Linked DNA regions of Mus musculus: regions 2, 3, 4 and 5 are each linked to region 1. Evidence: chromatin contacts called from public Hi-C and HiChIP or PLAC-seq data. All regions are on one chromosome and are shown on one strand. The core of a region is the stretch at or near the end of the contact, and the rest is flanking DNA. Distances in the headings are between cores, read along the strand shown. Region 1 has its middle 19 kb from the start of Gabbr2. Region 2 holds the start of Trim14 (tripartite motif-containing 14). Region 3 overlaps Gabbr2 (gamma-aminobutyric acid (GABA) B receptor, 2). Region 4 overlaps Gabbr2 (gamma-aminobutyric acid (GABA) B receptor, 2). Region 5 overlaps Gabbr2 (gamma-aminobutyric acid (GABA) B receptor, 2).

What was found. A called contact is a pair of places that touch in the nucleus more often than the background predicts. HiChIP or PLAC-seq counts read pairs in DNA pulled down with a chosen protein or histone mark.
Region 2: a Hi-C map of B cells shows a contact between it and region 1, with 2.0 times the contacts expected there. The contact joins the promoter of Trim14 here to the enhancer-like site in region 1. A contact is called at or near these places in 4 of 39 promoter capture datasets (cranial neural crest, embryonic stem cells, neutrophils and 1 more), 1 of 484 Hi-C or Micro-C datasets (B cells), 2 of 115 datasets of contacts at active chromatin or transcription factors (craniofacial prominence and large pre-B cells) and 2 of 9 other capture datasets (embryonic stem cells and liver).
Region 3: an H3K4me3 HiChIP or PLAC-seq map of forebrain shows a contact between it and region 1, with 4 times the contacts expected there. The contact joins two enhancer-like sites. A contact is called at or near these places in 1 of 39 promoter capture datasets (neural stem cells), 3 of 484 Hi-C or Micro-C datasets (bone marrow-derived macrophages, hematopoietic stem cells and liver), 5 of 115 datasets of contacts at active chromatin or transcription factors (bone marrow-derived macrophages, embryonic basal ganglia, forebrain and 2 more) and 2 of 9 other capture datasets (adipose tissue and liver).
Region 4: a contact with region 1 is called in a Hi-C map of bone marrow-derived macrophages, with 34 read pairs. The contact joins two enhancer-like sites. A contact is called at or near these places in 1 of 39 promoter capture datasets (neural stem cells), 1 of 484 Hi-C or Micro-C datasets (bone marrow-derived macrophages), 4 of 115 datasets of contacts at active chromatin or transcription factors (bone marrow-derived macrophages, embryonic basal ganglia, forebrain and 1 more) and 2 of 9 other capture datasets (liver and pancreatic islet).
Region 5: a Hi-C map of bone marrow-derived macrophages shows a contact between it and region 1, with 38 read pairs. The contact joins two enhancer-like sites. A contact is called at or near these places in 3 of 484 Hi-C or Micro-C datasets (bone marrow, bone marrow-derived macrophages and embryonic stem cells), 11 of 115 datasets of contacts at active chromatin or transcription factors (DN3 thymocytes, the HPC-7 cell line, T-cell acute lymphoblastic leukemia and 7 more) and 2 of 9 other capture datasets (embryonic stem cells and liver).

What each region holds. Positions count from the first base shown.
Region 1 is chr4:47,008,473-47,012,982 of GRCm38.p6, forward strand. No RefSeq gene overlaps it. Among named protein-coding and RNA genes, the nearest start is that of Gabbr2, 19 kb to the left of the region's middle. Within about 2 kb of position 2,654, at least 147 of the 459 cell types and tissues checked have an H3K27ac peak or open chromatin away from gene starts, as enhancers often do. A contact at or near this core is called in B cells, T-cell acute lymphoblastic leukemia, bone marrow-derived macrophages and 3 more, where this site is marked.
Region 2 is chr4:46,534,362-46,538,871 of GRCm38.p6, forward strand. Trim14 (tripartite motif-containing 14) reads right to left here and starts at 1,780. Exons shown (of 6, transcript NM_029077.4): 1 at 1,519-1,780. The coding sequence starts at 1,719. Coro2a (coronin, actin binding protein 2A) reads right to left here. Exons shown (of 12, transcript NM_001164804.1): 12 at 2,576-4,510. Gm16731 (predicted gene, 16731) reads left to right here and starts at 1,540. Exons shown (of 4, transcript NR_151695.1): 1 at 1,540-1,702; 2 at 2,810-2,962.
Region 3 is chr4:46,708,322-46,712,831 of GRCm38.p6, forward strand. The region is part of intron 13 of Gabbr2 (gamma-aminobutyric acid (GABA) B receptor, 2); the gene reads right to left. Among named protein-coding and RNA genes, the nearest start is that of Tbc1d2, 60 kb to the left of the region's middle. Within about 2 kb of position 2,055, at least 25 of the 459 cell types and tissues checked have an H3K27ac peak or open chromatin away from gene starts, as enhancers often do. A contact at or near this core is called in forebrain, where this site is marked.
Region 4 is chr4:46,733,312-46,737,821 of GRCm38.p6, forward strand. Gabbr2 (gamma-aminobutyric acid (GABA) B receptor, 2) reads right to left here. Exons shown (of 19, transcript NM_001081141.2): 10 at 3,043-3,193; 11 at 747-879. Among named protein-coding and RNA genes, the nearest start is that of Tbc1d2, 85 kb to the left of the region's middle. Within about 2 kb of position 1,855, at least 9 of the 459 cell types and tissues checked have an H3K27ac peak or open chromatin away from gene starts, as enhancers often do. A contact at or near this core is called in bone marrow-derived macrophages, where this site is marked.
Region 5 is chr4:46,750,355-46,754,864 of GRCm38.p6, forward strand. The region is part of intron 7 of Gabbr2 (gamma-aminobutyric acid (GABA) B receptor, 2); the gene reads right to left. Among named protein-coding and RNA genes, the nearest start is that of Gm32208, 97 kb to the right of the region's middle. Within about 2 kb of position 2,142, at least 40 of the 459 cell types and tissues checked have an H3K27ac peak or open chromatin away from gene starts, as enhancers often do. A contact at or near this core is called in T-cell acute lymphoblastic leukemia, bone marrow-derived macrophages and regulatory T cells, where this site is marked.

The DNA.
Region 1 (4,510 bases), core at 1,404-3,903:
ATTCTATCTCAAACAAAAACAAAACCAAGAGTCACATCCACGTAGCGTCCTGGACTGTGTTCTCTAAGCGGCAGGAACTGTGGGAACGAAGTGGAAGCTTGTCCCTCCAGGTTTCCTGCTCGGCCTTGTGTTGACCCTGTGTCCTGGGAGGTGGATGCTCTCTGCCTGTTTCCCAGGTTGAGGACTCTTCTTCGCCAAAGACTTTGTTCTCTGCGGACCACACTAACCATCGCCATTGCCAGTGACACCATAGCTGGAAATAGCAATGCTGAATAGGAGGGAAAGACATGCATTATGTGTGGAGCACAGCTGGCTTCCAAAGCAGGTCCCCTTCCAGGGAACGGCAAGAAACGTGAAGGGAAACTGAAAGTGGGCACGTCAGCTCCCACCCCTCAGGTGTCCTGTCTAGAGGGAGTGGACACACCTCACATTCATTTGCAGGCCTTCAAGTTTGTTCAAAAGTTTAGAATGTGACCACTTCACGGCTGCAGAAGCAGCCGAACTTGGGGTCAGACACACAGAAGTGGGGCAGAAAGCCAAGGGGGAATCTGCACACAGCACCGCTGTCCCCTGACCTGGAGTGTGCACCTTCCCTGAGAACACGAGGACACGTGGATAGGAGAGGAACTGAAGATCTCCCCAGCCTGTAGGGATTGTTTCATTTGGTCAAAGGGCTTCCTATTGTAGCCCAGGCTGGCTATGAACCTGCCTCAGCCTGCCAGTGGCTAGAATTGTTTGTATGTTTCACCAAGCTAAGGAGGCTTTTGTTCCGAGACAGAATATAGCTATATAATCCAGACTAGCCTCCAAATTGTGATCCTCCTGCCTCTCTCTCCTGAGGGTTACGATTACAGGCATTCAGGTCTTTACATATTGCTCAGCACCTACTGTGTGGTATGTACAGGGAGACCTTTTTTTACTTAATTCCCCCCATTATCACAATAGGAGGGATTTATTCTCCCACTTTATGGAGGGAGCTGTTGAGACTGAACGGTTCCACAGTAATGTAACCCTGCTAGGTGATCAGGTAGGCAAACCATCCTTTCTCTTGGTTGAGTGAACAGTGGAGCCATTTGATTTGAGGGCTGAGGCCTTTCAATGGCCTTCCTTGTGTTCTCTCTGGCTGCTCTCCATCCTCCCCACCATCCTCTTGCCTTGGGAAGCAGGTGAGCAGCAGTCACACACGGCACTTCCCAGGTCTCCTCTCCCCCATGGCTTAGGTAGTGCTCAGCGCTTGGCAGCCCCAGAGATCCGACATCTGGCTGCTGAAGCTTGCTGCCTACTGGGAAGTAGTTCCAACAGCGCCAAGCAGGTGCAGGGAGCTGGAAAGGCCTGCCCTTCCAGAGCCTGGGAAGTGAGTGCCCCAGGAGACTTTCCATGTCAAGTGAGGGAGGGTGTCACTGCAGAACGAGCCTTCGTAAGCCCAGGAATGAAGCTGCCCATGGCCTCGTGGATGAGGTGCTCAGTCAGGCACAGTCTGGGTGTCGGAGAATGTAGTAGGGTGACTTAGAGCAAACATAGCCAAGTGCTTGGCCACCGACACTCCTTGTGACAGGTAAAGGCTCTAGAGTTGTGTGGACATGATGGTCTGAGGTGGCCCCTTAGCTTGAAGGACATGGAGACCATTTTCCTCCCCAAGTCTCACTCCCAGGAAATTTCTAGAGCCCAGTCACAGAGGACTTTAAACTCTGGTTGGTGTTACTGGATGAAGAAAGCATCGGGTGATTTCAGCAGCAACAGGTTCTCAGGTCACAGCACCTCAAGACTGGAGAAGGTGCCTGAGACACTCCCACAGAACTCTCTTATGATGTAGAAGGTGGGCTCAGAGAGGGCAAGTGAGGCTGCACAGCACAGCACCCTGAGTCCAGACTCCCAGTAGTGCTCTCTGCCTACGTGGTTCCTGGCAATCCCTGTGGTAAAAGTCACCATCCCTGTGAGTGCTCACCCTGAGGGGCTGTCAAAAAGAGGGTGTTCCCCCTGGATCCTGAAAAGCATTAAGGGCACAGCCCTGTTGTTTGAAAACCGCATCCCCGTTCATTTTCATATGTGCACTTTACAGAAACACCAACAGATGTGCTAGCTCTCCCCTTGCCAGATTCCTGGGAGATGCAAGACTCAAGAAACGTTGTGCTTGGAGTCTATGGGGAGCCAGAGAAGTCCCAAGCCTAGCGTTTCCCAGGAAGCAAGGGCAATAGCAAAGGCAGGAGGGAAAGTCACAGTGAACTTACTGAAAATCTGACTTTGCTTTGTCATTGACCTGATGTTCCAGAGTTGGGACTGGCTGCGACCCTTGTTTCCCTGCTGCAGTCTCTGGGTACCACTTATATCCTTCCCTCAGGTTTGCAGAGGCTGCGGAAGGGTTGAGGTTGAGAGGGAGGGTTTCCTCCCATTTCAGCTCAGGGTTACCGGGTGACTTAAGTCTCTGCATATGACAGCCAGTGAATCCGAATCTCCTGAGGGGCTCTGTCTAGATCAGATCTGACCATGGACAGCAAGAGAATGACAAGCCATCCCATGCTCGCTCTGGGCTGACATGGCAGCCGGGGATGCTGTTAATTTCACTGTTTACAGAAAGAAGTCCGGGGTGAGTGGAGGCTTTTTTGGTGTTTTAAAGCCAGATGGTATTTCCTGCCTTGATCAGCCTCGGAGCTTTGGTTCCCATGGCAACTCTGAAGTTCCACCTACTGCAACTTCCTCATTCTCTGAGCTTCTTCCTCTTCCACCATAGTGGGGGGGGGTGGGGGGGGCAGGAGAATAAAGCCATTAACTAGTTTGTGTGTTGCACTTCTCAGCTGACACTGCGCTCCAGCTCCAGCGTGTATGACCTCAGTCCTCGCTGCAACCTAGACACAGAGCATCTGCTGTCTCTGTCTTGCACAGGGAAACCCAGGCTCCAGAGACAGGTGATATGTTTTGCTTGCCCTCATTGGTGTCAACAGGACTTCAACCAGGTCTCATGTCTCTGGACCTCGGGTGGGATGAGCATACCCTAGCACTCCCTCTGCTGTGCTTACAATTCCTAAGTGGCGAATTTCATATGTAAGTTGAGTCCAAATCTCCACCAAGTTAACTTCTCTGAGCATCCCTTTGCTGTAAATGGCAAGAATGGTGGCCCTGGAAGGGCAGGGGACTTACATATGGATATGTAGATAGCCACAGTGTGTGCCTATTTGGATTTGAAGGAGACCTAGCATCGCCCTAGTTACCTTTTGACATTGAGCATGATGTTGTCATGTAGAGATGTTCTGGGTCACATTCTATGCACCTGCAGGCCACAGATTGGGAGGTAACAGCAAGCATGTAATGTTTATTTGCTGCGGTAAGAGCAGTACATGATTTCTCATGATGCAATGGACACACACATCCCTGGGGTCCTTATTGGGATTTCACCTCTTATGGATGTCCCGGGGAGTAGACCCCACTTCATGCAGCAATACCATCGCGTAGGAAGCACTGTGCGAGTGTTCTGAATGGCTCATTGTGCAGAGAGGCAAGGCCAAATCTGTAGAAAATGCTGGAAGCTGCAGGGATGTCTAGGAGTGTGGGCAGGAGCCAGTATGGAGTATTCCTCCAGGTATAAGATTGCCAGAAGGGCTCCCAGGGCTGCTGCCCAGGTTCTGCACATACTAAAACCTCATGGGGCCGTGGCAGCAACTGCGTCCATTCTTGGGACATTCAGTAGAGGATGGAAGGATGTCAACAGGCCATATCCTGCATGACAAAATAGACTCATTGGTAATGATGTGGCCAAATCTTCCCAGCCAAAAATTACTTTCAAAAAAAGTCATCTTTTCTCAGGAATGCCAAAGGACACATTTAAGCTCCTGGCAGAAGGGGAGTGGAGCTGACAGCAGGCACCTGGTATTGCTCTGCCTGGCAGTTTTCTTTGCTCTGTATTCTGTATGACTGTGGTTTGCACACCGAATTATGTGCATTAAGTTAATTGCTATCCAATTAACAAATATTTTCCATTAATTCTTGCAATCAATCTGGCTGGTACATCCCATCACCCAGCTCTTTTGCCTGTCCTCGGCTCCGTGTTGGTCAATGTGGCAGTGCCAAGTGGCTGATGAATCGTTCCTGCAGCCCGACCCCCACCTGACAGACAGGAAAAAAATGACCAGGAGCTCGGGTGTCAGAGTGCTTTCCTTGTGAGGAGCCCACAGACTGCCAGTTAAGCGCCACACCTGCCCCTTGAACAGGACTGTCATTATTCTAGAGGATGACAAGCAAGGCAAGGACTTGGCTTGGCTCCCGGGGTTTCCCCAGTGCCTCTGACGATGCTCCATGCTCGGGCCTCAGCAGATGAGCCCGTATCCCAGTTCCCAGGATTCCTAAGGACACAGTAAAGTCAGCTTGTCCAGCAGCTTCATTCACAAAGCCTTACACCTCTGGGCTCTTACCACTGGTCCCCCATGTCGAATGACCCTAACCCCCTTATTCCATATGCGATCCAGGAGGCAGACTCTAGTGCAGACTGGCTGTGCTGTCTAGTTTTATGTCAACTTAA
Region 2 (4,510 bases), core at 530-3,029, 470 kb before region 1:
GAATTTCTGTCTCCTGATCCCATGAAATTCTATTTACCCTTCAAAGCGCTTCCTTGACGGTTACTCCTGTGCTCAAACTCCGCCCGCCCAGACCTGCGCTGCACGCTCGCCCTCGCGGCTTCCCACCTGCACGCGCACAGCCTCCTCCTCGGCCAGGCCCACCGGGTGGCGGCGGTACGCACCCAGAACCCGGCAGAGCGCCCACACGGAGCGGCCACAGCGGCGACAGAAGAGCTCATGTCCACCCAATGGCACTTCCCTGGGGAAGTGCTTGCGTGGCTTCCTGCCCCAAGTTCTATTTTCTGGCTCTCACTGGCCACCACCCTGGGCTCCCTAGTATGATATGTAGTACATTGCAGTGCTACTATCCTACCCCTGACCAACCAGGCAACTAACTCATCCAGATGCGGCGAGGATCTGATTTCTGACTTGGCTCACGGTACAAGCCATGGCGCTGAGTGCTGAGTATGTGCTTGATGAAGGAATGGCTCTGTGGATAGACAGAGGAAGGGTGCCTAGGTTGACGCATAGCCTTGGGTCTCCGAGTAGCAGCATTTGAGGATCCTTATTAGCAGTCATTTCACAGTTGCTGAAGGATGGTTCTGGAAGCAGGGGCAGGACTCCACTAGTCAGACTGTCCTCCCTCAGGCCCAATTCAGATTGGAGTTGTAGTCTTGTCAAGGGTGGTTAAGTCAGGAGAGAGCAGAAAGGAAGGTGCTTTGGGCAGAATTACAAAGACTTCTTGGAGATAAACATAAAATCAGCCCCGGGGGTTCAGAAGGTTCTGGCTAGCTTGCCTTCCTCAAATGCAGAGAGGAGAATAGATTCTGCAGAGCCAGGGCAGCCGGCTGGGGGTCCTGCTTTCTCGTTATCTATAGAAGATAAGGCTGTGATTAACAAGCCTCTTCCGTGGGTGGGGTGGGAGAGGGGACAGTGGTGTATTTGCATAGGGGGAGGAGCCGGATTCAAGGCAGGAAGAGGGACCTTATTGACTTAGCAAAACAACATAGGCCATCAGGTCCCAGTTCAGAATGGCCTTTTATGAACTCCAGGGTCCAGAGACATTTCCAGGCTTCATGGAACACACGCATACATACAGTTTTCTTTTTCTACAATCTGGTCTTTTGAGATAGTCTCTCTACATATCACAGGTTGGCTGTAAACTCCCAATTTTCCAACTTCATCCTCCCCTGTGCTCTGTTAGGCGAACGTCCCTCCCGCGTCCTTGACTCTGGTTGGGGAGTTGCCCTAGCAGAAGCGGTAAAGAACGTGTGAGTACTAACCAGCTTGAGCCTCCTGTACCCCAAGCCAATCTTGGGAAGCTTCGCTGGTGGTTTGAGCAACTTTTGCACTTCCATAGGGTTCTGCCTCCCGATCCTACTGTCTACTATCTAGAGGACCTCAGGGTCCCCCTTTAGTTTCCCTGTCCTAACGGGATTTGACCCTCCTTTGACGGTTACTCTTGTGCTCAATCTCCGCCCGCCCAGACCTGCGGTGCACGCCCTCGCGGCTTCCCACCTGCACACGCACAGCCTCCTCCTCGGCCAGGCCCACCGGGTGGCCGCGGTGCGCACCCAGAACCGGGCAGAGCGCGCACACACAGCGGCCGCAGCGGCGACAGAAGAGCTCAGCCGGGCGTTCGCTGTGCTCCGGACAGCGCCAGCCATACGCCCCGTCGGGCTGAAAGGGCGCCCGCGCCTCGGTAGTCTCGCTCGCCATTCTCAGTGGCAACCGCTGTTCTCTGTGCAGTGTGGTCGGGTTGGGTTGGTGCAGAAATCGAAACCTTGCTCGGGGAGGGGCGGGGCGGGGCGGGGCGGGCGACCCAGCTCCCAGTGGCAAACTGGAGGGGCGATGACCTGCTGGAGAGTTGATGCTTGGTCCCACCTAGTGCTGGATCCGCGGCACAGCATCCTTCCACTCTTTCTCACCTTGAGGAGGAGGAGGTCACTATAGATAGGAACGCGGGTGCTTGCACTGATGGGCTCACTGGAAGGTTGGCTTCCCGCTTGTTGATGATGTTGGGCTTCTGGCAAACTGCGGAGGTGCGTAGTAGGTGGTGTGGCCTGCCCAGAGGGCCTACATTTTCTACACCTCATTTTGTTCTTTTCCTGTAGTGCTTCCTCCCTATGGTCAGCCATGTGGGGGCAGGTGGGGGTGAAGTTGGAACATACTTCCAAGAAGCCCCAATTATCTTCAGGCTAAAACTTCAAAGCCCCAGGCCCTGAAGATGTTCTGATTTCTCTTGCCTTGATGGGTGAATGACCCACCCTGTTTCTAGCCGGGGCATTTTGCAGTTCTTGCTTAAGGTATAGCTGCTGCTCACTGTCCCCCAATCACATGGAGGTGTGGCTTATCTCCTTCTTCAGGAAGCGTCCATTCTCCACCCACAGCCGCCTGACCACCCTGCCCCATCCTGCCCCTCACGAATTCTCTCAAACACAAGTGGAAGCACTTCAAGGGTATTCGGACCTTACTGACCAGTTTGCCAACCTGGTCCGGTATCATCTGGTCCAGACACCTAGTGCTAAATTGGTACTTGTAGAACGAATTAACAAAAAGGAAATCGCCAAGCATTGCAATATCGAGTCTGGTGTTATTATTTATTATTATTTTGGTTGAGGCAGAGTCTTAGACTCCTTTGCCCAAGCTGGTCTGGAATTTTCAATCTTCCTGCCTCAGCCTTCCATGAACTGGGATTACAGGCAGGAATTACCACCCACAGTAGATTGTCATATTCTTACATTGCACGATTCTGTGTCTATTTTAACTTTTATTTCTTAATTATTTTTTTATTTACTTTTTTACAAAGGTACAAGGAATTTAAGAAACATTCAAACAATCACTCAAACGGCTTCAGGCACGGTTTCATATGAAAAGCATAGGTCCGTATCTTGATTCCCGTTTCCCTCTGGGATACAACCTCAAGTTTTGTTCTAGGAAGCAGAATTATTGTAGAGCTAAGGTGGGTACAAGCTCATCTCCAAGCGTTCTCCCTCATTCACACAAAGTTCCTGAGTCATCAGAAAGAAAGCTCCCAAGGCAAGAAGGAAGGAGCCGAGGGCGGCTTTGCTGCTTGGGTGGTCACTGTGTCAGGGGGCAGTGTTGCTCCATTAGCCCAAGAACATAAAAACATAATCTTAAAAAAATATGACAAAATCTTCAAAAGAAAAAAAAGATGACAAATATCCCTCTCCCTTGCTATGAAATAATTTAAATAATTTATTCTAGATGTAAAAAAAAACCCAACAGAACAAGAAACAACATATAATTTTGTTCATAGCCACCTGTGACCTGTTCCTGAATGTGAGGTCTGGGTCTGGGTCCCTTACAGTGGGGATAGCTTTTTTTTGAGGGGATGGTGTTGTACAGAGATTTGATGGGAAGCTCACTGGACCCCACCCCTAGCCACACATAAGAGGCAGCCAGTGGTTTTGGGCTGGTGTCTTCACTATGTGGCCCTCCTGCCTTCTGAGCATGGGGTTGGAGCTTTACAGACTGACATGCTGGTCACAAATGAAAGGAGAGAGAGCGCGCCATCCCAGGAGCTCCAGATCCCTGCCATACTCGGGAGCACAAGGAAGGCGAGCATAGCTAGCTCATCGCCGGGCATAGAGTCCCAGTGTAGTGTAGGGATGGAGAATAAACCAAGGAGCACAGGACCCTGGTGTGTGCAGATACCAGCGACGGTGAGTGACGTGGTCGTGTGCGAGTCAGCTTTGTACTGCTTCCATTGCCAACACAGCAGTAGGATGCTAGCTAAAAGCGTCTCCATTCCCATGAACAGAAGCCACTCAGGCAGCTTGTTCAGAGGGCCGTACCCTCCACTGTAGGGTCAGCTTTAGTGGGCAGGTCTGGTCATCAGTATGTGCATCCAGTGGGGTGCTAATGGACGATGTGGGTCAGAACCTGTTAGCCTGGATAGCCCCTGAAATTCTCGCTTGAGCTCCAGCATGACCCTGAGTGATGGGGGAAACTATCTGTCCAGAGGGGAAGGGGGGAGGGGGGAACTCTGTCTGCTTGTCCAGGAGGTATGGGGGAGTGGGTACCTCCTGTGGTAAGCCTTGTCTCAAGTTCTCAGGCACCAGCTAGGCTTGTTTTGCACCAAGAAAGAAAAGAGCCTCAGAACCAGGCACAAGACACACAAGGGAGGGTCGCAGGCTTTCAGACCAGGTGCCATTTTCTCACCCAGTGCAGTGAACCAGAGCCCTTACTGGTGGCTGGCCATGGGGCTTTGCCACATCCAGTGCTGGGCCCCCCTACCTCCCAGAGGACTTTAGATACCCTGGGTGGAAGTCCGTTCCTGCCCTCTTGTAGTCAACAGACATGGACTCAGCTCTGAGGTCTGTGTCCCCACCTATGGGACGATCTACCCACATGTGGCTGATTCTGGTTGGAAGGATGGGTTTGGCTGCCTGCCTGTGGTTTAGAATTGGGCCAAATCTTCACTCTGGGAGGTCATAGCTCCTCACCAACCCTTAAAACCAGAATCCAGCAGAAGGTAGGGTATAAT
Region 3 (4,510 bases), core at 805-3,304, 300 kb before region 1:
AAGTGGATGCTTACAGTCATCCATTGGATGGAGCACAAAGCCCCCAATGAAGGAGCAAGAGAAAGTACTCAGGGAGCTGAAGGGGTTTGCAACCCTACAGGAGGAACAACAATATGAACTAACCAGCACGCCCAGAGCTCTTTGGAACGATACCACCAATCAAAGAAAACACATGGTGGAACTTGTGGCTCTAGCTGCATATGTAGCAGAGGATGGCCTAGTCGGTCATCAATGGGAGGAGAGGCCCTTGGTCCTGTGAAGGTTCTATGCCCTAGTATAGGGGAATGCCAGGACCAGGAATGGGAGTGGGTGGGTTGGTGAGCAGGGGGAGGGGAGAGGGAATAGGGAATTTTCCAAAGGGAAATTAGGAAAGGGGATAACATTTGAAATGTAAATAAAGAAAATACCTAATAAAAAAAAAGTTAAAAAAAAGGGTTGCCTTGGTCATGGTGTCTGTTCACAGCAGTAAAACCCTAAGTAAACACTAAGACACCTAGTGTACCCTGACTAATACCTGTTATCATTCTCTTTACGTGCCCCATGAGGGATATTAACCCACACCCACTCCTGGGTAGTTCTTTGGAGTATTAAGCCTAAGGTTTAGTACAGTAACTCAAGTGTAAAACCAAGGTTCTGCAGACACAGAGCTGTTACACATTCTCTTATAGATCCACCCTCATAGAGTGCGCATCCTGGCACTCTGATGAAGCTCTGAGTCCTAGTTTTTGTGACTTAACCTGGAATTCACACCTTGCTTCTCTCAAGAGGCTGGAAGCAATACACAATAACCTTCCAAACACAACAGGATATTTAAAAAGTAAAGATCAGACATAGGAGGGCAAGATAATCCTTCAGGAACCCCTGGTAAGATGGTGACTGCCCTTGAACACTGGATTTGGCTCTAACTTGATAGCAGCCAAGGCTAAAAATGTGTACACATGAGCACACACATCCATATACACACAAATAAATATGATGATGATGACAACAACCATGGTGATTTAAAAACTAATGTGACTCTTCCACTAAAACTTCCTGGTCTCAGGAAGGAAGAAGAGACAAGTTGAAGTTCACGGGTGAGCATGGCCCAAGCCTGGCACCTCATTCCTTCAGTCTCTGGTGGGCCCTTATCTCAGGGGCATGGGTCAGCAGTAGAACTAGCATCCTTCCTAGACATGCTGAGTTATCCTTCTGTTGGCAGTGTTGGCCCCAGAAGTGAGCTCTTGACAAAAGGTGAGGCTGGCATTAAGTTAAATTGCAACTCGGCAGAGAGGCTTTTTTTGAGACGCTGGCTTAATGGGTACCAGACAGATGGTTTGAATTTGGACATATGGGGCATGGGGAGAGGGTTCCAGGCGGAGGGAGTGATTTATTCGATAAATATTTACCAAGAGCCTGCTTGGAGCCAGGCCCTAGTGGTGGGTTCTGGGGACACACAGATGGCCTTGGCCTCTGAGGAGGTCACAGACGAGGGGGACAGGTGCACAGACAAATTACCAGTGCTGGGACCAGAATGAGGGCGTGCACAGGGTGAGGTGACTGAGATGGACGGAGGCATCCAAGGCTTCCTATGTGTTCCATGGCTCCTGGGAAAATCCTGCTAAGCCACCTCTCACAGCTCAAGGTGGGACTTTCACATGGGACAACGGCACTCTGGGGCAGGAGGGAGGGTGTGCTGTGTAGAGCGGACAGACGCACATGGGAGAGAAGCAGCTGTTGGCTGGAGTAGCTGATCAAGCTTTATGGGGGGGGGTATAAAATGAGACTGTGAGACTGAAGGCCAGCCCCCAAATTGCTGGAAGCCTCTGGCCTAGTTGACGAATGCAGACTTCAGTCTCTGACAGAGGCTGGCACGGTCAGAGCTTCCCAAGGGTCAGCCTGCCCTGAGATGACTCTGCTAGGCAACCTGAGGCCCATGGACTGCCTGAACTATGGACTGTCTCCTGGGATCCAGGCCTGGCTATTTAGGATGACTATGTTGGACAGAGACCTGCCCTGTGTGACAGACACCTGCCCTGCTTTCCAGGGCGAGTGGCTTCAGCAGCGACTCTCGGCTACCCGGGAAATGTGACCTGAGCCTCAAAAGCCTTGGGCCACTAGGCCAACTGTGAGCAGCCTAAGGAGGCTCTGGCTGGCACTCTCCTTCCTTTGCCATTTTACTGTCTGCTTTACGGTGAGCACTCAGAGGCTGGTCAGCTTTGTGAAGATTCCAGCCGTGCCCAGGAAGCTCCTGCCAGTCTTCTCTACCCCCTGCCTTCACCCAAACAGCTGGAGAGGGAGGTAGAAGATAAGAGTTAAAATTCTTTAAAATTCCATGTGTTTGCCTCTTCCAATACCTGTTTCCATAGAAACACTGCTGGTAGAAGCCAGGAGCAGTTCCCTTATTCCATCCAAATCCCCATTTGACTCTGTGAATACAGAATGGTGAGGCTGAGAAAATGCGGAGGGAACTTTGAAGCGCCCCTGTGTGCCAAACTGCCTGTTACCTCATTATGCCAGAATGGCCAGAAAGCCACAGAAACCTGAGGTAGAGGGAGCTCCTGAGGTACTCAGTGTCTGGGCAGTTTGTGGGGATGGACGGCCTAGCACTTCAGCAAGTGTGTGCTCCCTGCCACCCCCAGCTCCCATAGATGGCCGCAGTATGTGAGATGGCTTTCATTGCAACCTGCCTGGGAAGCAAATGGGGGACATTGCGTGGTGGCCCCTGGGTGCTGCAACAGTGGCCCTCTGTGGCTTGTCTGACCATTTACACTTAGCAACGCTGAGTGCTTCCCCTGTGTCTCTCCATATCGAAACTACTTTGGAATGTCAGATGGATGCATGGACTGTGGCCCAGCACAGAGGGAAGGAAAAATGAAGCCTTTGGCTAGGGCTGCGGCCACTTTCACATTATTCACATACAGGCTGAGCTGAGCTTCATGGTGAATTCATTACAAACTATTTTTCTCAAATGAAAAAGTAATCTCTCTCTCTCTCTCTCTCTCTCTCCCTCTCTCTCTCTCTCTCTTCACTGTCACTTCTTGGTTCTTATCTTACTTGCTCTAAAGGCAGCACTTGGCATGGCTTATCAAAACCTCCTTCTTGAAGCATTTTACCCTTTGGTTTCCAAGAACTTGTGTGATTTTTCCAAAGGCACAGCCTTCCCTCCCTGTATCTGAATCCACTGAACTCACATGACTTTCTTCCCATCCGCCTCAGGCATCTCCAGCCAGGCATCCCTTTCTGTCTCCCACCTACATCCCTGGACCCTGAGCATCACTGTGTTCCTGGACTCTTCCTTGGTCCCACCTCTAGTGCATCCCTGTGCCCTGAGTTGAGGCCTTCACAGGGAACCTCTGATGTCACCTGCTTGTTGACCTCTCTCAGGTCCCTCCTGCACCCCACATCTCTCCCTGAAACCCAGAACTGTATCATCAACAGTCACGCTCATTACTAAAAGTGGCACTTAAAAAATGTTATTTTCCTTTCTGCCAAGAATCCAAATCATATTTTACAAGCGCTTTAAGCATTCTTGGCAGGTTTATCAACACCTCCTGTATATGAGTTGCAGAAACAAGCAATTTTCCCATCCGTGTACAGGCGGAGGAACGGCTGAGACATCATAATCTTTCTACCCGTGTACAGGCTGAGATGTGGCTGAGACCTCACAAGGAGCCTGGATCAGGAGCTTGGGACACCTGCCGGCCTGTGCCTCACGCTTGAGATATCTTCCTTCCTCACATTCTTTTTGGGTGGCACATTTTGACTGTGGTCTGCTTTCTCTCTGAATCCCCACCCCCACCCACAGACACTTCTCTCCCTCCTGCCTCTCTGACCACCACTCTCAGCTCACTTCCCGGGACTCCAAGAAGAGCTTTCTTCTCCATGTTTCCACTCTCTCTGGGGCTCCACCCTTGTCCTCACGACTCCCAGGCTTATTGAGCTGACCTTCCACCTATCCCCTCTACTGGAGAAACGACTGTCATGTGTGTCTAGAACCTTGAATCATAACTTCTAGGTTCCTTTGCCCAGGAGGTTCGCTGGCACTCAGGTATTTCAAACATATGACCAGAAATGAGACCCTTAGTTCCTTCTCAAGCTTTCTTCTCGTTCTACACCCTGACTCAGTGATGTGGCTGCCACCTACCACCCAAGCAGAAATATGGACACGGCCTTGTTGCTGTTCTGTCCCCAGCCGTTGGACTCAATCCATTATCAAGCCTGGCTTCAAACGTTTCCTAGGTCTATGCTCAGTCACACTTCCCACGTCCCTGTTTGCACCAGTTTGGTTTATGTCACCCCCAACTCATGCCTAAATTGCTGCCATTTTGTGCTTCTACTCTCCACCCATTCTCACCCTGCAGCCATGGAAAACGTGACCATGTCACTTTTGAGATAAAATATCATTGATTTTGAATTTTAAACTCATCTGTTTAGCTGTTGGGGTCCCTCAACCTATGTCATCACTTGCCTTCCCTCGTTTCTTCAGAGGCAGCTTCAACTGCAACCAGTTAAGACAGTCCATAGCTTT
Region 4 (4,510 bases), core at 605-3,104, 280 kb before region 1:
ATTCACTCGCACATTCGTGTACACACATGCACACACTTCCTGTACAAAAAACCACACATATACACATATTTACCCAATCGCACATATACTCACATGTGCATACTTACCTCCACACACATCTGTGCACACACACACACACACAAGTATACCTCTTACCTTCTATATGCACACATGCACAAACCTATGCACCAGTGCACACATACACATACCTTCCTTCACACACACACACACACACACACACACACACACACACACACACACACACACACACACTTATAGGAGGAATGATTTTAGGGAAAATATTTCATAACAGATTTCTGTGTTGAGCAGTAATGAAAATACTGGTTTGAAACATCCCTATCAGGTTCCCACATCAAGGCTAGCAGATCAAAGGTGTGTCGTCTCATATGCCCCAGTGACTCTGGGTACTAATGCTTTTGTTCCTGACAGAGGGTCAGTGTCGTCCCCTGCCTGTCCAGTATCCCACACCTCCCTCCTCCAGAGCTTTCTAGTTTTGGTCCTTCATCTGGCAGTGGCTTGTCTGCCACAGAGTCACCTCAGTGGTCCAGCCACTGTCCGTGCTCACTGCAGTCAGACACAGGCACTTCTGTCTGGGCTGTGCAGCTGTTGGTCTAATCTGGTTGTTTCTTGCTCATCCCGGTGTGTTTCCACACAGCTGTGTCCGATGACAAGGCCACGGAGAGATCTTTATGTCACGCATGACTGGCACATACATGAGGGCTTACCGTGCAGAGTGTTTCAAAGGTCTTTTCTGAGACGAAGGATCCATCGAGACCAAAGAGGAAGATGGATGCATAGGACAGCATCCCACCCAGGATGATGAGGTTGTTCATATAGGGGCTTGACATCTTGATCAGCCTGGTGGAAAGAGGCACTAGGTTACACAGTGTCTTCCAAACATGCCAGGTGAGCACTGCTGCCAAACTTTCAGGAACGAGGGAACAGGGCCCCGAGCCGGTCCACTTCCAGGCTGATGATGCCCACTGCTTCTGTAGAGAACCTCAACAGCCGCATATTGTCCCACCTCCTTCCTCAAGCCTACTTATCAGTCCACCAGGGAGAGGTCACGACGCAACAGCTTCAACAGCTTCATCTATTGTAATTTTCAGCTTACAGCATTTTGGGTTAGGGTCAGGAACAGGAGTCTAATTGAATGAGTGTAGTGAAGAGTGTGGTTCCCATACCATGCTCCCCTGCCCAACTTGTACACATCACAGAGCCCTGCTGGGTTGCTCAGAGACTGCTCGCCAGGTGGTAAGTGAGCCCCCTTAGAACACTCAGAAAGCCTCCCCCTACCCCGGCACTGTTCCATGTGCAAAGGGGGAATGGGGTAGTGACATGTCTCCCAGTCACAACCCTTACGCCAGGAGTTGGGCAATTGGGCCCTCACACCATTTTCTGTTCTTTCTCACCAGACCAGTGGAGGTATGCCTTTCACTCCCAAACATCCTCCAGGAATCTTGCTGTGGCCTCTAAGTGCCCAGCAAACCAAGTTTGAGCTTGCTGAGCTAAACTCCAAGAGGGTTAGAACTTTTAAGACTCAGCGTACCTGGCTCCCCAGGCACAACTGGCTTGGCTTGGAGTGGTTCCTTTTATAGACTGTAGCAATAGCCAGCTGCTCCCCAAACATTTTACTTGTATTCTGCAATTCTACGAATGATTCAAGCATAGGACTGGCGAGCTTCCTGGAGAGGGTGGTTTGCAAAATGGTGGGTAGGAAGAGAAATGGGAGGGAGATTGAGTTCCCACAGTTTTGCAGATTTTTCAATGGCTGAGCCATCCGAATAAATCATTCTGGTAATTTCTCCAAGAGGCCACGAGGGGGAAGTTAAAGAATTAATCTAGTGAGGCAGTTTGCAGCTCTGACAGGATCTCCTTAGACATGCAGGAGGGCTGGACAGCACTGCGAAGCAACTGGATGCCTGAGCCTTAAGCCAAAAGGTGCAACCCTCACTTAGGATTGGTTCCAGTGGCTGTGCAAATTGCAGGTGGCTAGGAAGAGACACCGGGTGAATTGCATTTATTCTTCAGGAAATGGGTTTGACCTAAACAATTACTTAAATAAGCAAACAAACCCGCAGGGCTCAAAGGCTCCCAGCTCCTCCTTGGCAAGAAGAAAAAGGAGCAACACCAGAGTAAAACTCATCCCCTGGTACTGCCCTTGTCCCTACCAGTGTGGGGGGAATGCAGTGCAGCTTCAGGGACAATGGCAAGGGCCCCATGTCCCCTGGGTGCATGTGAGGCTCCTCCAACACAGGTTTCTAACTTTGGTCCAGTCTCCCCCATGACAAAGCAAGAGTGGGTTCAGTGATTTCCTATGGAAACAGGCCAAGATGGCTGCCTGGTCAAGATCAAGGAGTGCTGGCCTGGCTACTGACAGCTGAGCACAGTACCTCAGAGTGGGGACTTCCTGGGGAGAGCCGAGAACACTCAAAAGGCTGAGATAGAACCAAAAGGCTAGACCACTCATGGACAACAGACCCCTGGTGACACTGGGAGTCATGGAAAGGGTCAAATGAGATGTGAGGGAGGGGCCTTCTGAACTGACATGGGTTGTCCCAATTGGGGGGGGGGGCTCTGTCACTGGAGACCTCACTAGGAAAGGACCACTTCATTTCTACTAGCAGTGCCTAAAGGTGCTAGAAGTGGGCCTGAGAAGCTGGGGACTCTGGGGTCTTCTGTGTCGTTGCTCTTGAAGTAACTCAAGTTGATGAGCATGTCCAGAGCTCTAAGGTCCATGGGCTTGGGTTTATCACTTCCACTTTATTTAACCCAGTCCTCCAACAGTCCAGCTGCACCTTACCGTGTGTGTGTGTGTGTGTGTGTGTGTGTGTGCGCGCGCGCGCGCCCTACAGTATCTTAGCAACAACGGCAGCATACTTCAGGAACCCACCCCAAAATATCCACTGTGCTCTAGGGGCTGGTCTACCGGAAAAGCCTGCCATGCTGTGACCCCATTGGTGAAGCAAGGGACTGGCCCACTAGAAAAGCATTCTCCCAGCATAGGGCAGGGCTGCTTACTTTTGGTTCCGGTTCTTGATGTTGAAGAAGAGGAAGGCGCTGGCCATGATCATGCCGAGGATAGTGAGAGCTGACAGGATGCTATACAGTGGAAGCGAGATCTTCCGAAGCTGCTCTAGAATGATGGTCTTGTCCTTGGGTGGCTCCGACCCTGCAAGGTCAAGGAGAAGCCATTAGACCCTAGTGCTGTTATTCTCCAAGGACATTTTGCCTCTGTGTCCTTAATACCCGGCCAAACACAGCACATGTACCCCGCGTCAGGCTCATCTACCCACTGGGTGAGAGGATCTAGTGGCTGGCCAGTCTGCTCAGCAGGAGCCTGAGCCAGGACTTATTTCTTTCTCTAAATAGAATCAATAAGGGATCTGTGATGCATTTAACAGCCATTAAAAGACTAGAATTTGATTTGGTCTAATTACGCTGTTGAAAAACCATCACCATTTATCCCCAAAGGTAACCATGGCTGGGAATGCAGAGGTACCGCTGGGTGCTACTGGGCGGGGTTGTGGCGAAGAACTTGGCACGATCCTCAAGGACTCTGCTTCTACCTGAACATGATAAATGATCTTGCTCACCAGGGCAGACACCCCGCCTGTCAATTCTAGGGTGACAGATATGTGCTCCGGCTGCAGATTCTCAGCCTCAAGGTCATTATCACAAAAGCTCTTTGGTTTTCTGTTTCCTAAGACTGGGTAACTGTGGGAGGTGGAAGCTACCTCCCCTTCACACAGAGCCGGGGCCAGGCTGAAGCTGTGGGGTTCCGTTTCTCTCTGTGCCTGCCAGGCTGCCTGGCTCATTCTTCAAGGGCACCAGGAACTCAAGGGGTGGGGACTGAGAGACTCAGAACAAATGTGTCTTCCTGCATGGTTGTCGGTTTGTACAGGTTGGTCTGGGATGATGGAGGCAGGAGCTCCCCTGACCCCGCCTTCCTGAAAATTTTCTTCTTTTATGGGCTATCTCAGGTCACGTGTTTGCTGTGGCATTAGGAACTGTCAAGTCCTTTCTCTTCAGTGGGCCGAAGGAAAATTGGCTGATGCAGGGGAGTGGCCAAGACCAGAGTCCTGTTGGGGATTCTGGTGACCTTTGTTATGCCTCCATTTGCAACGCCAGGGAACAGGCAGGAAGCAGAGGGGTGGAGAACAAGCCCCTTCACTCAGCCTGGAACCCTGTGCTTACAAGTTCAAATGTGTTCAGAAAACAGCTAATGGGGGCAGCAGGGATCTTCATCCAAGAGACCGAGAAAAACTTTTTCCTAAAGGATCTAGGGTGCTTCCAGAGTGTAAAACCTTGACAGGGGTGGGGGTGGGGGTGGGGTGGGCATTGATTCACGAGAAGAGAAGCCCAAGGCAGGCAGAGATAGGCGGACAGCATTTTCCACTTGCAGAAGTTGGAGCTTCATAGCCACAAACTTCCTTCTTATACCATCCCTCCCACCATGAGTTTTATTTCCATTCATTCCTCACTCACT
Region 5 (4,510 bases), core at 892-3,391, 260 kb before region 1:
CCCAATTATAACTGGGCTATGATGCAGTTCAAAATTAAGCATTTCCAGCCAGCAAGACCTGACAACTGTCACAGGCAGATGAGCACCTCTCATTAGGGACTTTGGGGGCTAAAGATTGCTGTCATCTCTAGCATCTGCCTTGATGGTTCTCATATGCTTGGCTGAGTACACTAGGGATTTAAAGAAGGCACATTAGTTCCTTTTCCCCACCGTGGTCCCTGCTAAAATCCTGCAATTATTCAAGGAAACTGATGAGAAGAAATTGGCATGCAATCTGTCACTGCATCTTAACAACTTGCTTAGGTGGAATGGGGGTGATGCCCACTTTACAGATCAAGAAACTGAGGCTGGGCTGGGGAGATGGCTCAGTAGGTAAGGTACTTGTCCTGTGAGGATATGAGTTTGATTCCTCAGCATCTCTGTAAAAGTCTGGGAGTGGCGGAAACACTTGCATTCCCAGTGCTGTTTATGTTGAAATGAGAAGTGGAATTGTAAAATTCCTGGGCGAAACCCTGGGCATATGGCTTGGTGTAGGAAGCCTTGAATATAAAGAGATCCTGTCTCAAACTCGGTGAAAGGTGAGGACCAATACCCGAGATCGTCTCCAGCTTCCATGTGCACGCAGGCATACATGCGCGCGCGCGCACACACACACACACACACACACACACACACACACACACACACACACGAGTGCGATCACAGTTTCATTTTGTTTAGTAGTGCCAGGGATCAAACACAGGACCCTGTGCACATGAGCTGAGTGCTCTACCATCGAGCCACATCCCTAATTGTTTTATTTAAGACGCAGGCTCTCTCACTGGAGTTGGTGAAAACTCAGGAAGGAAGCTGTTTCCATGGAATCCTGCTTTCCTCTCACTGTGTGCGGAGCATTTGCAGCCAGGGCAATGGTGGTCCATACGCACTGCATTGTCAGGAGAATGCCTGGGGTGGAGGTGGGGTGGGGCATGGGATGGGGGCAGTCCCTAAGGTGAGGCAGGCCTGTGTCTTTAAGAGCTAAGAGGATCCCGCACCTCATCTTCAGAAACACCTTCCAAAGCCACTTTGACACCTTGAGAAGCCCTGTAGACAGCTGTGAGTAGTATCAGTTTGAAACTGAACACCCACCCAATTCTACATTCAGGTGACAGTAAGCAATTCCCTAAAGTGTGAAAACACTTCAAGGGAAGGTGAGACAGGAGCTGTGATTTTATTTCTAGGGATGATTGGAAATCACAGAACACCTTCCAAAAAGATCATGTTTATGCAAATGGACCACTTTACCTGGGTGGGAAAGATGCAAACCACTCTCCACAAGGAGAAAATGGAAAGAAATTCCCCCCAAGGGCAGAGCCCTAAATTCTTTGCCGATCTCTTGCCAGCATCTGAAGAATCCCAAAGGCAACTAGGAGTAGAATGTGGTCTGTCCGGTGGTGGATTCTTTGCTGGTTATATTAAAAAGCATGTGGGGGCGTGTGCGTGGCCAGATGGAATGGGTGGGAGAGAAAAACACTCTCCTGCTTTGTAAAAATTTATTGTTACTTTAAAAATTGTGTGTGTGTGTGTGTTCATGTGAGCGTGTGCAACACATTAGTTCAGGTGCTCACAGGTGTCATGTGACGCAGTTTACCGAGCGACCTGCCACTCAGTTTCCCTTCATCATTGTCAACTACTCAGAGGGCCGTTGGCCTGGATGAGGAAGGACTCTTGCTCCTGAGTAATGAAGGAAGCCTCTTTAGAAGCTACCCTCCGGGTTACAAGATGACCAGCTCACAACACGACATTTGGCCTACCCTGTGCCAAGTATTCTTTGTTTTAAATATGGGTCTCACTACGATGCCCAGGGAGCCTCTTCCTCAGCCACTGAATAGCCAGCTAAGTCTCCAGGGGTGCTATACTATGCTCTGCCCAAGTACCCCACTGGGCACCGAGTCTCACTCTAGGGGACTGTTGTATCAATCAATGAATAAGAAATGTCAGTCAGTGATGGGGCTGTGATGGTGAAGAAGGAAGAGAGGCTGATCTAGCTGTGGACTTGGTCTTGCTTCTCTGAGTTCTTTCTGCAGTCCTTGCTCCTGGGTCTCATTCCCACCTCCCTTCCTGTAGGCAACACTTGCTTCACTGTCTGCTTCCGGCAACCTAACCCAAGACTTCCTGTTGGGGAGGGGATGTGGGCAGGAAGAGGAGGAGGCGAGGGCTTCTGAGAGAAGTCCTAGGGTTCACCAGCCTTCTCTGGCTTTTTGTGGTAGATCACTGCAGTCAAACAGTGTGAGAGGCAGGTAGGAAGACAGGGAAAACTGGAGACATGAGGAGAGAGGAGGCTTCGTCCCGGAACACAGCTGACCTTTCTCTCCAGCGGGGATGCAAGAGTTCCGGCGGGGTTAGCCCCTGCTTAAGGCCTTTGCCCTGTCACAGGTGCAAACGTGTGCTTTCCTAGGATTCTCACTAGACGCCCTGTTTACAGGGACAGGCAAGTACTAACCCTCTTGTGCAGCCTGTCAGGTTACAATTCCATCTCTGCCGGCTCAGACCCACCTCACTTATCAAAAGATAGAGAGAAGGAAATATATGTTTCTTAGCAACCCTTTGAGATATAACTCAAGCATCTCCAAAATAGCATATAGAATTACTAATAAGACAAGGACTTTTGTCCTTTGAGGAGCCTGTTGCCCACACGTGGGTGTGTGTATTACTCTCCGCAGTTCCCAAGTCCGTGCCCTCAGGCAGGCCTTGTGTTTCCTTCTGAATTCTCTTTCTTCTACCTCTCATATTTAACTCTATGTTTAAAGTGGTTCGACCTAAAATTCTTTGCTCCGAAGCCACCAATCTCAGTTTGACCCACACTAAGGTTCCTAGAAGATGAGGGGACTCCTCAGGCTGCCGAGAGAGGCAGCATGGAGCTGTGTCTTGGTCTCCTTCCTACTTTCTAAAACCCCAGAATTGTGCTCCCCTTTCAGAAAGCCTTTACATATATAAATGTCACGGCTCTCCTTGAGCAGAGCCAGTCCAGGGCTGCCGCCTCACTGGGGACCAATCCATGTGAGAAATTAGATCCCAAGGCAACAGGGTTTGGTAGCTGCGACCCAGGCAATACTCATAGTTCACTCTCTCATCCATATATTCTTCTCTGTGTTGCAGGGGTGTTCAGGCCTCCCAGTCACATTTCCCATAATCCCCTGCTAACCAGTTCCATTTGCGTCTTGCTAATGGGAAGCATTCACAGGGAAAAGTTCATATCAGGGATTTTTTTTCCCCAATCCCCATCCTGGTTTTGGGCACAGTAGTAAAAGCTACAGGTGATCAAAGATGGAGTGGGGCCAAGTGGTACCCAGCTACCTGCTGAGTGCTTAGAGAGATACAGTCTCCAGTGTGGCAGATCTGGCAGGGCTAGGGGCAGCATCCACAGGGTCCAGCGTGCTTCGATGTCACCTCTTTATTTGATTTGTATTCTACATCTGCTCCTTGATCACTTTGAGAAACCCATTTGGAAGTTAGATAGCATTTCGATCAGCACCCTATGAAGATGCTAGACCCCTCTGGCCTTGCAGAGGCAATGACAGCCCCACCTTCCTTCCTATCCCTCCACCTCCAGGGACCTGGGAATGCTTGCCATGTATCACGTCAGGGACAACCCTGCTTGTTCCAGCCCTCCCAAGGAAGTCCTGGGCTGACACAGGGGTCTAACTTGTTTTGATAAGAACCTCTGTGGAGCAGATTCGGAAATAAAATCCTTGAGGAAAGTCCCAAGGTGGAGATGAGTCAAGGGTTTGCTTTCCTCTGAAAGAGATGTTGTATAAGAAAGAGTGGAAGGCCATGAGCCCCTGGGGAGGAGGACAGTAAGGAAGACAGCCCATGAGGACACAGTGTAATGACACCCACACATGAAGATGCCACAGTGAAATCCATTACTTTGTATGCTAACCTCAAAAATTAATTTAAAAACGCTATGGCTAAAAGGAGAATTTTAAAAAGCAGCCTGCTTCATGACGATCAATCTCAGCTGACAGGGCAGCGTGTGAGCTACACGTGTGGGGGTGGGGGATACAGGAGGGGGGATGTGGGGAACTCAGCTTCAGGACTGGCCAGAGAGTGGGGACTGTCATGCTGTCTCTGAGCCTCAGGCCTTCTATCTGAAAGAACAATTCCTACCTCTCAGGACAGTGTGGGAAGATTAAAGAAGAGACTTAGAAAGGAGACTGGCCCTGCATTGGGCCCAGAAGGACATTTAATAAGTAATCTATTTTATCTAAGTCACTTTAGTGCCAGGTCTAATCCTTAGGGTGGAGTAGGGTGGGGGTGGGGTGGGATGGGGGGTGGAGATGGGGATGGGGAGAGGAACAGGGATGGGGTGGAGATGGGGATAGAGATAGGGGAACAGGGAGGGGGAGGGGAGCAGGGAGGGGGAGGGGGGAGTGCATCCTGTAGGCTCCAGGACCCTTTTAGAAAAGCTTCTGCTTTCAGACTGTATCTCCAACAGTTCACTACTGGATGTAGAACATACACAATAGTG